Linked DNA regions of Hordeum vulgare: region 2 is linked to region 1. The links are chromatin contacts, called in public Hi-C maps. All regions are on one chromosome and are shown on one strand. Each heading gives the region's core, a stretch centred on a gene start, on an enhancer-like site or on the middle of the called end of the contact. The rest is flanking DNA. Distances are from core to core; before and after follow the strand shown.

Region 1 (6,711 bases), core at 1,482-3,981:
AAAACATCAAGTTTTATTCCATCATTCCAGAACAAACCAATACCTCCACTACGACCAACACTACTAACTGCATAGGCATGCTTAAAACCTAAAGTACCAGCCAGACTTTCGACACGTGCTTTTGAGATTTGTGTTTCCACTATGCATAGCACTGTCGGGGCAAATTGCTTCCTAAATAACAAAGCTCTCGAATTGTCGCTGCTTTGCCCGCACCGCGACAATTCCAACATAGGAGATTCATTGTGCCCGGCGATCCTCCCCTCGGGGGGTCGCCGATTTTGCATCATTGGGTTTGTCGGAAGCAGTTCCCTTCTTCTCTCTGATTTTTCCGTATTGGTTCACAGCCTCTTCTGATCTTGCTTAGAGGATGGACTCGCTGGGGCTATTGCACTGGGAGGGAGTGCGAGTAAAGCCTTCTGGGCCATAGGCAGAGCTAGACCACCCAAAAGGGTTCGTTGATCTGACAACCTTTTCCTGTTGTCATCGGCCTCTACCATCACCACATCAGGGTCTGAATCCTCAGCCTCAGTGCCCGTAGGCACCGGTGTCTGGACAGCCATGCCGCTGCCGCGAGGGCCACCCCTTCTGCCACGTCCACCACCTCCTCCTGGGCCTGTCCCGACCCTCATCTGCGAGCTAGCATGAAGATCCTTGAAGTATAGAGCAGACGACGGATGCACCCCATCGCCGTGCTCCTTATAGACATGACCAAGGTGGCCACATACAACACACCAGTCAGGTAAGCATTCATACCTCACCCGGTAAATCTGCCTCTTAGAGTCACGGATCATAGACACAATGTTCTTTAGAGGTTAATGCACATTGATTCTCACACAAACTCTATAGAAGTTTCCTGCAAAATCCTGTGTCAGGGGTTCAGTAAAAAGGACCTCACCAACCTTCACATCAAGCGCCGGTACTAGATATGCATACACATCCGGCACATCATGGATATGCATCCAGATATTGATGAAGTCAAGGTTAACCATAGTTGGCTTGGTGATCCCATCATACGAGTCCAGTATCAGTGCATTACCCCTGAAGTTCCAGGGTCCATCGTTCATCACCCGTTCCCAATCACCAAGGCAGAAAAACTACAGGGTATAGAGATTCTCCTCCAAGGGGCGGAACTTCACCTCATGTGCAAGATCCCAAGCTGAGCGCATGTTCTTGAAAAACCAGTATTGACTATAGGGTTTAGTGATATGAACCCTACACACTGCCATCCATCTAACTGCGTCAGGTGGAGCTTCCTTTTCATCAAAACAACGACATCTAGGTCTCCTTCACAAAGCCCTAATTCTGCCATGAGTTGCTCAACCGCCGCGGCGGACGTAGATACAGACGCCTCCATCTGTTCTTTCCCCTTCGTTGCCATCATGAACCCTAGCCTGAGTTAAAAAACGACCGGGCTTGTTAAAGCTGACCCAAAACCTTCCCTCGCCACCACCGGTGTCGAACAAGACCGACTAGGGATACTAGATCCCTTCGTAGCCAGCCCGAAACAATCACCGGCGTGGTAGATCGGGGGTGGGAAGGCAAAACTCAACGACGGCGATGTAGTCGCCTTGGGAGAAAAGAAACCCTAACGAGAGGGAAACTAAGAGGAATAGTATCTCCCCCGCACAAAAGTTATACAGTAAAAATGCAAAAAATAAGGTCCTTCAAACCGATCTTTGGGGTCAGGTATACGGGATCTCTTATGTCCAGCACTGACCCGAAATTACTCTTGAACCTAGCCAGAATCTTCAATGCCAACTTGGCAGCAAGGAGCACGTGCGCGGACCCATTCCCGTCCCTAGGAAACCCAAATCGCAACGCAAACCTAGAAGAAGATTCCGCCACGCAAGCCACGCAACCAGGTCACAGACCCAAATTCCACAAGGAAACGCCTGGGGCCCACCGCCTAGTGGCTGCTCTGCGGGGCCGGCCCACCGCGGCCACCACCCCCACCCAGTTGCAGGCCAGCAGACACCCCCCACCCGCGTCAAGCTGAGCCACTGTCGATCGCGTGGAGCGCGTGGGTCCCCTGTCCTCCCAATGCCACGCGGGCCCGGGCGGGCGCACTCGGGATCCAAGGCCCCACATGGGGCGGGCGCGCGGGGTTTTCGAGGCGCAGCCGGCCAAGTTGCGCCCCTCCCTGCGCACAGCGCCGCGGCAAGTGGGACGCCAGGGCATGGGCCCGCGGTCCTGCCGTCACCAGGGCGCCGGGTCCCACGAGTCAGAGGGACCTCCGCCCACGCTGCGCCGGGTCCACCCGTGCCTTCGCTTTCCCGCTCACCTTCCTGCATGGCCCGTCCCGCAAGTTTTTCCCGTCGCTTTCCTCGGCCGCTTCCGCAGCAGTCACGGCGACGTCACGCCCGCGGACCGCGCGTCCCACTCCCTGCCGTGCGGGCTCTCACCACGTCTCGACCCCACCCGTCATCGACAGGAAGCGCGCACAGCCCTGTCCCAGCCGGCCGTGCCCCCCGTCGTCCGCACCGCACGAGAACTTTCCCTGTGACCCCAAACAAAACCTTTCTTTATTGATTGCGCACAGTGTCCACCAATCGCGCTCAAGCGCTGATTTACCAGCGATTTTTTCATAATTCAAAATGGAATTACGCTAGGAACACCCCCGTCGGCTACACAGAGAGGAAAGCCGAGTGTAGCGCGGCCGCAAGCAAGCGTGCACTGCAGCCGCCGGCCGGTGGCTGCGGAGCAAAATAATAAGCTGGGGTTAAGTTAATGCGGCTTTGGGCCGCTCGTAAGCAGCAGCAGCAGCAGGTCAATACCGCCTCCTCTCCGCTACAGGGGGAGGCCATAGCCGCTTCGTCTCCTCTGCCTGCCTGCCTGCATCCGGAGCGATGTCGGATCCGCCACCGCCCCAGCACCACCACCGCAGCAGATAGCGCCGGCGGCGGCGGCGTCGGCGGCGGGCGTGCGCGATGAAGAACTTCCTCAGGAAGCTCCACATCGGCGACTCCGCCGGCGACGGCGCCTCGTCGCCCGCGCCTCCCCTCCCGTCCTCCAAAAAGGGCGGCGGCGGCGGAGCCGGGGGCCACCACGCGTCCTCTGGAATCTCGAGCTGGCTCAGCTCCGTGGCCGGGCGCCCGCACCAGCCGCAGCCACAGCCGCCTTTGCCGGCGGCTGGGGCGGCAGTGGAGACGGGGGCGGAGGAGCTGGCGCTGGCCTCGTCGCTCGAGGAGAGGAGGGCGGAGGAGGAGGAGACGGCGAGGAGGGACGAGCGGAAGGAGGACAGGAAGAGGGAGATTGAGAAGCAGGAGAAGCGGGAGGACGAGCTGGAGGAGTACCACATGCAGCTGGCGCTGGAGATGAGCGCGCGGGAGGACCCCGAGGCGATGCAGATCGAGGTGGCCAAGCAGATCAGCCTCGGCTCCTGCCCGCTCCAGAGCTCCGCTGCCGAGGTCGTCGCCTTCCGTTACTGGGTAACTAATCACTTCCTCCTCCCTCCGTCGATCCTACACATTCGCATTGTAACTGTGATGGGATCTTACTCGTGCTCTGATCATGCAATCCGTCCGTTAGATTACCCAAGCACACCCAGTAGGTTAGTTGAAACCAGATTGTATCACACATTTCATTTGTTTGCTGAAAATACGTGCCGATCATGGTGTTGTTCTTCCGATAACTGTTCAATTCAATCGTCATCGAAGGGATGGACCGAACTGTTGCTACTGTAGTTAGGCAACTTAGCTAGATATATGATATATGTTCCCTCGCTCCACTGGTTGCTCCATAATAATGCTTGTGACTTGTGAGCAATAGCACGAGGGCGACCAGGGTCAATCGACTGAGGATTTCTTAATTCCCAGCCTAAACCGTGAACACAGAGTTCTCATCCAACTGCAAAAAAAAAAGGGGGGGGGATGTTAATGCTATTCTGATGGCTACGCTCAGTCCACTGATATAAGAAGTTCTAAGTCGATTGCATTATCAAATCCAAATGAAATAACGAGCCAACCTGCTACTTTCGAAGATATGGGCTAACAGTAATTTGTTTAGTGAACACTCAACCAACAGTCCCGGAATATCCACCATGTATCCTTTCCGTAATTAGAGGGTAGAGACTGTTAAGTGAATATTGCCCTACATTTTTGCAATTCTTACAATATTCTTACTTGCCTTATATGGTAGATTTGTTCGTGCTTCACAGAGTTTCAGTGCCCTTAGCTACGACGACAAAATATTGGATGGTTTCTATGACATTTGGGCCACCGGGGGCAAGCCCTCACTGCGAACCATACCCTCTCTGATGGAGCTGCATCAGCAACCTTTTTCTCTTGGAGCTAAAACAGAAGCTGTGTTGGTCAACAGAGCACAAGACTCCGAACTTGTAAACCTTGGGCAGAAGGCACTCATCATGGCCGTTGACTTCCGCTCTCAAACTTCACATTCTGTTGGCCGTGTTTTAATTCAGAGGCTAGCTATTTTAGTGGCAAACCACATGGGTGGGCCAGTTGTTGATCCAGAAAACGTGCTGTTGAAGCACCAGAATATGAGTAGTTCCCTGAGAGCTAGTATTAGAAGCTCCGTCATGCCTCTTGGCCGGCTCACAATTGGCCTGGCTCGTCACCGTGCGCTCCTTTTTAAGGTCAGTAACTTATTTCATTGTGGACAGCTCCTTTTTCTTAATTACAAAGTTTATCTGATGGGATATAGAATACATGAGAGTGTTAAGGTCCATCTATTTCTCAAATGCAATTCCTGATCTATTTTCTCAAATTTAACCTAGGTGTTGGCCGACAACCTTGATGTTCCTTGTCGACTAGTCAAAGGAAGGCAGTACACTGGATCAGACGATGGAGCCTTGAACATTGTGAAATTGAATGATGGAAGGTACTTATTGATTCCTTTACAGATTTTTATGTTACGCCACTTTTGCAGTGAGAAAAATGGAGAGTTGCATTACATTAATACATTGTCATGGTATTACATGTGCTACTTTCACATTTTTGCAGGGAATACATTGTCGATCTCATGTCAGATCCGGGTACTCTTATTGCTTCAGACGGTGCAGACTTGGGTAGAGAATTTGAAGAAAGTTCCTTTGCAGATAACCACCAAGGTGACAAAGATGACGGCAACACTCAGTTAGGATCTTCTGTTAGTGAACCTTCAAGTTCTGTGTGTGGTTCTTTTGAAAATGAGTCAAAAGGATCCACACCTACCAATATTGTGGATCCGTATTGTGTAATAACTAGCCAGACTCGTAACCAAGGATCTTTGCAATCAAGTTCATTGGGGGAACTATCAGCTGACTCACATGCAAGTGAAAGTTTGCCTATTATCAAGGAATCTAGAAATGCAGACCATACCTTGGCTGTGAAGAACAAAGAAAAGCCGATTGCAGCAAATAAGTCATCGTCAAGTTCACCTTCGTCTTCTGAGGTGGGTAGCTCTCCAGCTGTAAGGAGGACGAAGGTGAAAGATGTCTCAGAGTATATGATTAGTGCTGCAAAAGACAACCCCCAGTTAGCTGAGAAGATCCATGCTGTATTACTAGAAAATGGAGTTGTGCCACCACCTGATTTGTTTTCAGAAGAATCCAGGGAACGACCAAAAGACCTAATTGTGTATGACACATCTCTGTTTCAAACGAAAGGTGAAATGATAAAGCGGATGAATGAGCTTGAATCCACATCACATGATGAAAGTGATCATGGTCCTTTGTTGCCACCTCATCCTGGATATGAATACCAAACAAAGGCTGTTCCTTATCGTCCTAAACCTGTCCAAGGAATGGGTATTTATCACCCCTCAAATTTCCACGATAACATTAATCCATCTTTACCTCTGTATGAATCATCTGCACATGCCCGGGAATACCCATTTCAACTTATAAAGCAAATGCCTGTTACAGCTGCTGCAGTTGCAACTGCTGCAGTGGTTGCATCTTCAATGGTTGTTGCTGCAGCTAAATCTAACAGTGATATTAAACTAGATGTGCCTGTTGCTGCTGCTGCCACTGCTGCTGCTGTTGTTGCTACATCCGCTGCTGTTAAGCAATATGAATACATGGATCCAGGTTGTCAATTGATTACCTTGCCTAGTTCTTCAGAGACAAGTGCACCAGTCCATAGAGTTGGACCTGACTTCTGGGATAAAGATCAGCTGGAAGTTGTTCATGGACAAGAAAATGCTCTCGAGCAAGGAAATGTTTTGGTTGAAGTGCCTCGGGAAGCTGAAAGGATATCTGACAAGTCAATCGGGACAGAGAGTGTAAGATCTGATGTGACTATGGACGATGTCGCAGAGTTTGAGATCCAATGGGAAGAAATTGTTCTAGGAGAACGTGTTGGGCTAGGTAAAATTATCTTGATTTTCTGTAAAAAAATAAATCCATAGCTCTGCTGATATTTTAATTATGCGAGTCTTTGTAGTATTACCGAGCTACCAGTCACCAGACATTGTTATCCTATGACATAACATAAAACATACCCTGTAATAGTGTTGTATTGCCCTTGAAAAAAAAGTTCTATTTTATTATTTCCCCACTTTCTTTTCTTTTGTGCAGCTTTCTCACTAACATCTTTCTCGTCTTCTGTTCTTCAGGATCTTTTGGAGAAGTGTACAGAGGGGAATGGCATGGAACAGTAAGTTTTTCATTTAAATGGCTCAATGTATTTGGAAATCGATTCAACTTGCTTGGGACAACGTAACGTATTTCAAAATTATCACCAGGTTGGAATAATGAGCTTACACTTTTGG
Region 2 (6,711 bases), core at 2,762-5,261, 380 kb before region 1:
AGTTATCACATTTATCTCCTCCTTCTTTCTTGTATCATAAGACTTGATGTATGCGCTTATGGGAGGTGCGCCCCATCCTATTTAACACGAAACCGTCGGCCCTAACAGGCACAACGTTCTACCAAAACCAATAGTCTGAATATGCTCACAACAGATAGATTATTATACTAGAGGAAAAAATAAGTCTCTAAAGGACGATTGGCTAGCAGCATAGCACCACTCGGCTACACAACTCTGGTTTGCCTCCTCCCTTTGACTACAATAGGGGTATCCATCTTATGCTCTGCACCACATTTTTTCTATACTTCAGGAAAAGATTTTAAATGCTGTATGACTTCTGCAACATAGCCAAGTATGTTCGCGGAGATCCTAAAAAAAATGCAGCTGCATCTCAGCAATCCCTTACTATTTACCAATACAAGTTACTTTAAACTTGCAATAAATGACTAGATATACAGGTCACGGATAGACATTACCTTGGAATAATATCTACAGCCGTCTGGACCTTCAGTGACAAGAAGCAACTTCGTGTTTGGATGGATAAGTTTCTTTACAACAGAATCATCATATGGATCCTCCCCATTCGTCAAAAAGGAAATCTCCTCTGCACTTACCTATTTTCAAAGAAGATGCATGATCAAGAGAATAAGCATTTGGTGACCGCAAATTACTTGTAAGCTGCTGCCTGTTAGTTGTTACCTTGATAAGATCAGCAGTATCCCATATGCTCAGGATACCATCTCTAGCATCATCAGCTGATGTCCACAGTGGGAGCCTCAAATTCGGATCATATGAAATTAGTACCCCAGCATTTTTAGCAGCTTTGGAAGCTGCAATATGTGCCGTTCTACATGGCTCTGTTATCAGACTTATTGATCCATGATGGAAGATTTTTGCCTAGCATGATTAAGTAAAGTTCAGCTTATCACTAGCGCATTACATGATTAAACAAACATGTTGTGATAGAGAAGCATAGATATTGCAATAATACTATAACACTATGTAATTTTCATACCTTCCTGATAAGGTCAAGGTCAAGCTCTTTTTCTTCAAGCAGCATGTCTGCACTTGGATTACGATAAAACATGAATTCACGTTCACCGTCACTTCGAAGTGTCACAAATGCCAAAGCTGTTCTAGCATGAGTATCAAATAGCAATCCTTGATTGTTCACGTTATTCTCCTTCAGCATGTCAGATAGCATGTATCCAAATTCATCATCACCAACCTGAATGTATTCAGTGTTAAATACATGAGCTGAAAAAACACCAAGTACACAAATGAATGCACTTTGAGGTGAAAACAACATGGAATTAATGATATGGAGCACATCACACTTAAGGTCTCTAAATATAAATTCCAAAAACAACAACTATAATTCATCTCCCTGAAAGGTTCTTATACATGGAAGTGGTCCTCCAGAGTCACCAAACTTGCAGTTACCTGGCATAAACCTATCAGCTAGATCAAGTATCGAGATCTGCAAACACGGAACCACTTCTTGGCTCTGGTTTCACTTTCCTCGATCTTGGTAGAGGTGATGCTGTGCTCGTAGGCAAGATTCAAGGTGCATACTACCAAGATGTGTTACATGCGTAAGGATGTCAGAACCATACAAGCAGCCAAGCCGTCTGCAACAATGAGCGGGAGCCAGGAGGAATATGCACATGTTTCTACAATTCTACTCATGCAATGCCTAAAATACTGCACAGAACTTTATGTGAGTCATCCGAATGCTTCATATATGAGTATGTGAACTTAGATGAATTTCCGACAGTTTTAGAAGTTTAGGAACTTCCACACGAGAAACTTTTTCCGAGACCCACCTAAGTGGAATTTGTGGGACGAAAAGTGCAATTTAGTCTATTTTGTTTGAGGGTGTATGCAGTGCACATAAAACTGTAAATTAAAACAAAAAATTGGCAAAAAATTATCTGCACGTATTTTCCTTTTTTTCCATCTGTAGTGTATTTACGCATGCTTGAAATTTCTCACTCTTCTATTGCAACATGCAGAAATAGGAAGAAATTTACAAATTACCTTTCCAATGAAAGCTGCTGAGCCACCGAGACGAGCTATTCCAACTGCAACATTGGCCGGTGCACCCCCTGGAGCCTTCTTGAAGGCTGGTGCATCTGACAATGACACGCCACTAACAGTTGGGACGAAGTCGATCAGTAATTCCCCAAAACAGACCACATGTGGAGAATCGCTCGTTCCAGGGGTGCCATCACTGTTTGAAATCGCTTTGGTACAAACTATGGTTGAAAATTGAATCAAACAGGAATGAGATCAAATTCACTGGCTTTGACAGAACCACATATAAAATAACAAAACATAGCTTGGAAACAAATCTTCTTTCAATCCAAAAAATAGTAATATCTGGAAAAGAAGAAATGCAAAAGTTTTTAGGCAGGAACTGCAACATATCCATACTATCGCCCGCTCGGCTGCAGACGAACTCATGCTTTGGTCCAACAGATGCTCCAACGAGCAGGCTGTGAACCTTTTTCGTGATTGGTGTACAATGTTGTTCCACATATCTATGAGATTGTAACCCAAATGTTTTTGTAATCTCACCCTCACCCCTAACTCTCAAACTTTGTAAATGTAATCTTATCTTATAATGAAATGGTTCAGGCCGGCGTAAGCCCGCCGTAGCACCATAAAAAAAAGTAATATTATTAATTTAATGTGTGAAACCAACCCCAATCATTGCACTTGAAACCCATTTCAGTCCACAAAAAGCTCCTGAATGATCACTATACAGGCCAACAGGATCATGATACTTTATTTTGAGAAATGACAGGATCATGATGTTAGTCCTTAGTAATGCATTAATGATATATGTTTCTGGACCATCACCACAACAAATGACTTGCTACCCTAGTACCCTGGTTAACAGAGTATGCATGCCAAACCCATTTGGACTGAATAAATCTTTTAGATACAATAAACCAGACTAATTTCCAGTTTTCCACACAATGAACTGTTTGCCATCCGCATATCTTAAGATTTCTTCCTGCCTACACTACCAGCCACTAGCACACAACGCGCACACATCACAGATACAGAAAACAAATTACCGAGAGCACAACGCATGCTTCTCAGACATGCGTCCATGCCCACACTCACTATTCAACCAACTTCCAAATATATGACAGAAATCAAAGGTTCAGCCATCCATGTCTCAGGATAGCAAAGGCAAACCGGATTGTGCATCTTTTTGTTCCTCAGACGTCTGACAAACTAGTATCCTACTCCAAAATCAGCAAGATCGAACGAACTGTTCGAATCGCACAATATTTACGCCTGGGGACTCCCTTCATTCACACAAGGGAAAAAGCATGTGTCCACCACACCTAACACATTCGATGATTTCAAAAACTATACGGTAGTCAGCAGTGCCCCAACGCCTACAATCGCTTAGCTCTTGGAGCCACCTAAACAAGGCACCGAATCCGCCTGAATACTAACCCGGTAACCCCAATCATTGGCAGGTAGCAACTACTTCTACCTGTAACCGTATAGAAGCATGTGCCATCCAGTATAGGCTACCTGCGGACTTCTGGAGCGGCGCGCGCGCGGCGGAGGCGAGCGGTCGGAAGAAGCGCCTGCCGCCGACGCGAGGCGGCGGGGAGGAGGGGAGGCAGTGGCCCGCGGCGCAGGGCGGGGCCGCCGCGCGGAGAGCCATGCAGGTGTGGATGCCGGTACACGGCCTTACGGGCTCGAGCGGCACCGACCAACGGGTTGGGGAGACGCTGCCGGCGGTGGTAAGCGGATTGTGCTGTCGCTGCCGGCGAGGGAATGCGGCGGAGGAGGCGAGGCAAGCGAGCGCCTCTGTCTCCTGATTGGTTCTCTCTGCTGCGTTGGCGACCGGCGGGTGGAGTGGCGGCCAGCTGTGCGGGTGTTTCCCGTGAGACTAGGGAGGGTGCCCTTGCCGTCCGATCTCCGATGTTCGTGCGAAACGCTGAATGGACGGCGCAAAATTAACAGCAGCATGGTATTAGAAGCTAGTGGAAAAGAAAGCATTGAGCTCGTCCAGATCCTTTAAAAGGGATCCGATCCGTGAATACGGGAGGCTCGTAAAACGTCCGAGTTTCGAGATAGACGATGCCCCGCTAGTTACGGCGGGAAATGTATGGATAAATGATAGTAGAAGACTAAAATTAATGCAAAAATAAATATAAAATTTTCTGAAAAAAATAATGCATGAGGTGGTATGTTTTGCATGAAGAGATTAATGAAAAAAGTAACTTATGACTTTATGCATGACTTGATGATGTGACATTGTTGCATGGAGAGGAAAATTAGCTAGTGGGTTGTAGCTATTTAAGAATACATGATTCACGCGTTGTAGGGATTTAGCGTTCCGTCCCACATATCATGTAGACTCTTTTGTCGCAAACTCTTTCCCTCCGGTGAGAAATCTTTTCCCTTTCAGCGATGAATCCCTTCCCATCCGACCATCAGATCTCTATGAAGATGGCATCTGGGCACGGCGGGATTGGCGAGCGCAAGCGTCGCAACGACGGCGACGCAGGCGACTCCGACCTCCGACCTCCCGTGTCGGAGAAGCAGAGGGAGGCAGCGCGCATGCGTGGTCCCAAGTCTCACAGTGTCGCTTCGAGGTCGTCGGCGTGGGACAGCTTCCACCGCCTCGGCGCTGCAACGCCGGAGGCAAGCGGAGCTCGCGTGGTTTCACGCGAAGAAGGCCGCCACAACCGGCCATGTGGTTGTGACCGTGCGGTTGCCGGTGCTATGGGAGGAGTTCGACCTGCACCGCTGCACGTCACACTTTGCTTCACCCTGATGTACCATACCCTGAAGGCGACGAGTCACTGCCCGCCGACGCCATCAACTCCGTAGCAACTCAGACAACGACGACGGGTAGATCTAGGGTTTTTAATTTTGTTTTATTTATTTATAATTATGGTTGTAAAACTAAAACTCCCCTGTGCGTGTGATGACTACTATGCTATGTGTGTGTGATGAACACCAGCGAATTGTTGTAGCCCGAACTAATTTGTTTGAATTTTCAATATTGATTTGCGGTATCTGTTCTTGCAGAAGGGGGACGTCCTCCAAAAAATGTTTACGAGATCCTGTAAATGATTTATGCGGGACACTGATTTGTGGGATCTGCTAGAGATGCTCTAAGGGCATGTCTAAGGTAGACCCGCAAACCTCCCGCAATCGTGTGGACCATGTTGTTCGGACCGCGGAAGCCATCCAACGCGGTCCTATACTGGTTTGCGACGCGGTCCGTGGTGTGTTTTCTCCCGTAGACTGGACACAAATGTGAGAGAGGTTTGCGGGAGTCTGCATTGATCCCAAGCCAGATTCTAACCGCCCTCGCGCACCAAAAAAACCTTCCCCTCCCGTGCATGCTTCCCGCCCGACGCTAGCTGCTCGCATTCATGTCACTGTAGAGCGTACCGCTCCACATTGAAGGTGGATCACGGCGGACGCGACCTCTCACTTCTTCAGCCATTGAAGCGGACCGCTAGCCAAGGGCGCCGCTCGCTGCATGTTGAAAGGATCGATATGGTTGACTAGAGGGGGGGTGAATAGGCAGCAACCACTTTTTAATTAATCTTAGCAAGTTAGGGTAAACAACATATGGGTTCACAAGAATAGCAACAATGGGGTGAACCGTTATGAAGCTAACAACAAGAGCTACTAAGACAAGTAAGAGATAGACAACAACATAAGCATACACAAAGTAAAGGTTAGAGATAACCACAAGTGGAACCAATGAAGACGAGGATGTGTTATCGAAGTTCCTTTCCTTTGACAAGAAGTACGTCTCCGTTGGAGTGCTGTGGAGGCACAATGCTCCCCAATAAGCCACTAGGGCCACCGTATTCTCCTCACGCCCTCACACGATGCAAGGTACCATGATTCCACTATAAGTGCCCTTGAAGGCGGCGACCGAACCTTTACAAACAAGGTTGGGACAAACTCCACAAAAGCTTGGAGGCTCCCAACAAGACCACGAAGCTTCACCATAATGGAATGTGGCTCCGAGGTGACCTCAACCGTCTAGGATGCTCAAACACCCAAGAGTAACAAGATCCGCAAGGGATTGGTGGGGGAATCAACTTTTCTCTTGGTGGAAGTGTAGATCTAGGCCTTCTCAACCAATCCCTAAAGAATCAACAAGTTTGATTGGCTAGGGAGAGAGATCGGGCACTTTTGAGCTTAGGGAGCAACAATGGAGCTTGGGAGGGTAAGAGATAGGGTTCCATAGCTAGAAGAACCCCTTATATAGTGGGGGAAAAATCCAACCGTTTTCCCACTCACAGCCGGTGCCTAGCGGTACTACCGCTGGCACTCCAGCGGTACTACCGCTGGGCCCATGGTAGTGCATGAGCACTACCGGGCCAACCACCGCCAAGAAAGTCTTCGCAAAAAGGTCCATCGAAGTACAACCGCTAGGAAGGCGGTACTAAGCTCCTGGAGCGGTAGTACCGCTGACCAGGGGCGGTAGTACCGCCAGCTAGCGGTACTACCGCTGGCTGCAGCGGTAGTACTGCCAGCCCGGTACTACCGCTGAGGGACCATTTGCTCAGATGAGATAAGCAGAGAGGCGGGAGCCACTCCAAAGTTGCAGGTAAGGGGAAAGAAGATAAAGTGAGTGCGTGCAAAATTGATTCCACCCAAACCTTTCCACTACGGGTCCCCTCTTAATAGTACGGCGTTCCTATG

Evidence for each region. Hi-C and Micro-C count contacts between places; a contact is called where the count stands out from the background.
Region 2: a contact with region 1 is called in a Hi-C map of leaf, with 5 times the contacts expected there. The contact joins the promoter of LOC123408080 here to the promoter of LOC123406926 in region 1. A contact is called at or near these places in 4 of 6 Hi-C or Micro-C datasets (leaf, seedling and an unstated tissue) and 1 of 1 datasets of contacts at active chromatin or transcription factors (embryo).

What each region holds. Positions count from the first base shown.
Region 1 is chr7H:95,218,235-95,224,945 of MorexV3_pseudomolecules_assembly, reverse strand. It overlaps LOC123406926 (probable serine/threonine-protein kinase SIS8), which reads left to right and starts at 2,731. Exons shown (of 13, transcript XM_045099942.1): 1 at 2,731-3,428; 2 at 4,157-4,594; 3 at 4,736-4,839; 4 at 4,962-6,307; 5 at 6,556-6,596. The coding sequence starts at 2,928.
Region 2 is chr7H:95,596,319-95,603,029 of MorexV3_pseudomolecules_assembly, reverse strand. It overlaps LOC123408080 (probable fructokinase-6, chloroplastic), which reads right to left and starts at 4,011. Exons shown (of 8, transcript XM_045101281.1): 1 at 3,559-4,011; 2 at 2,041-2,258; 3 at 1,016-1,228; 4 at 700-897; 5 at 477-614. The coding sequence starts at 3,694.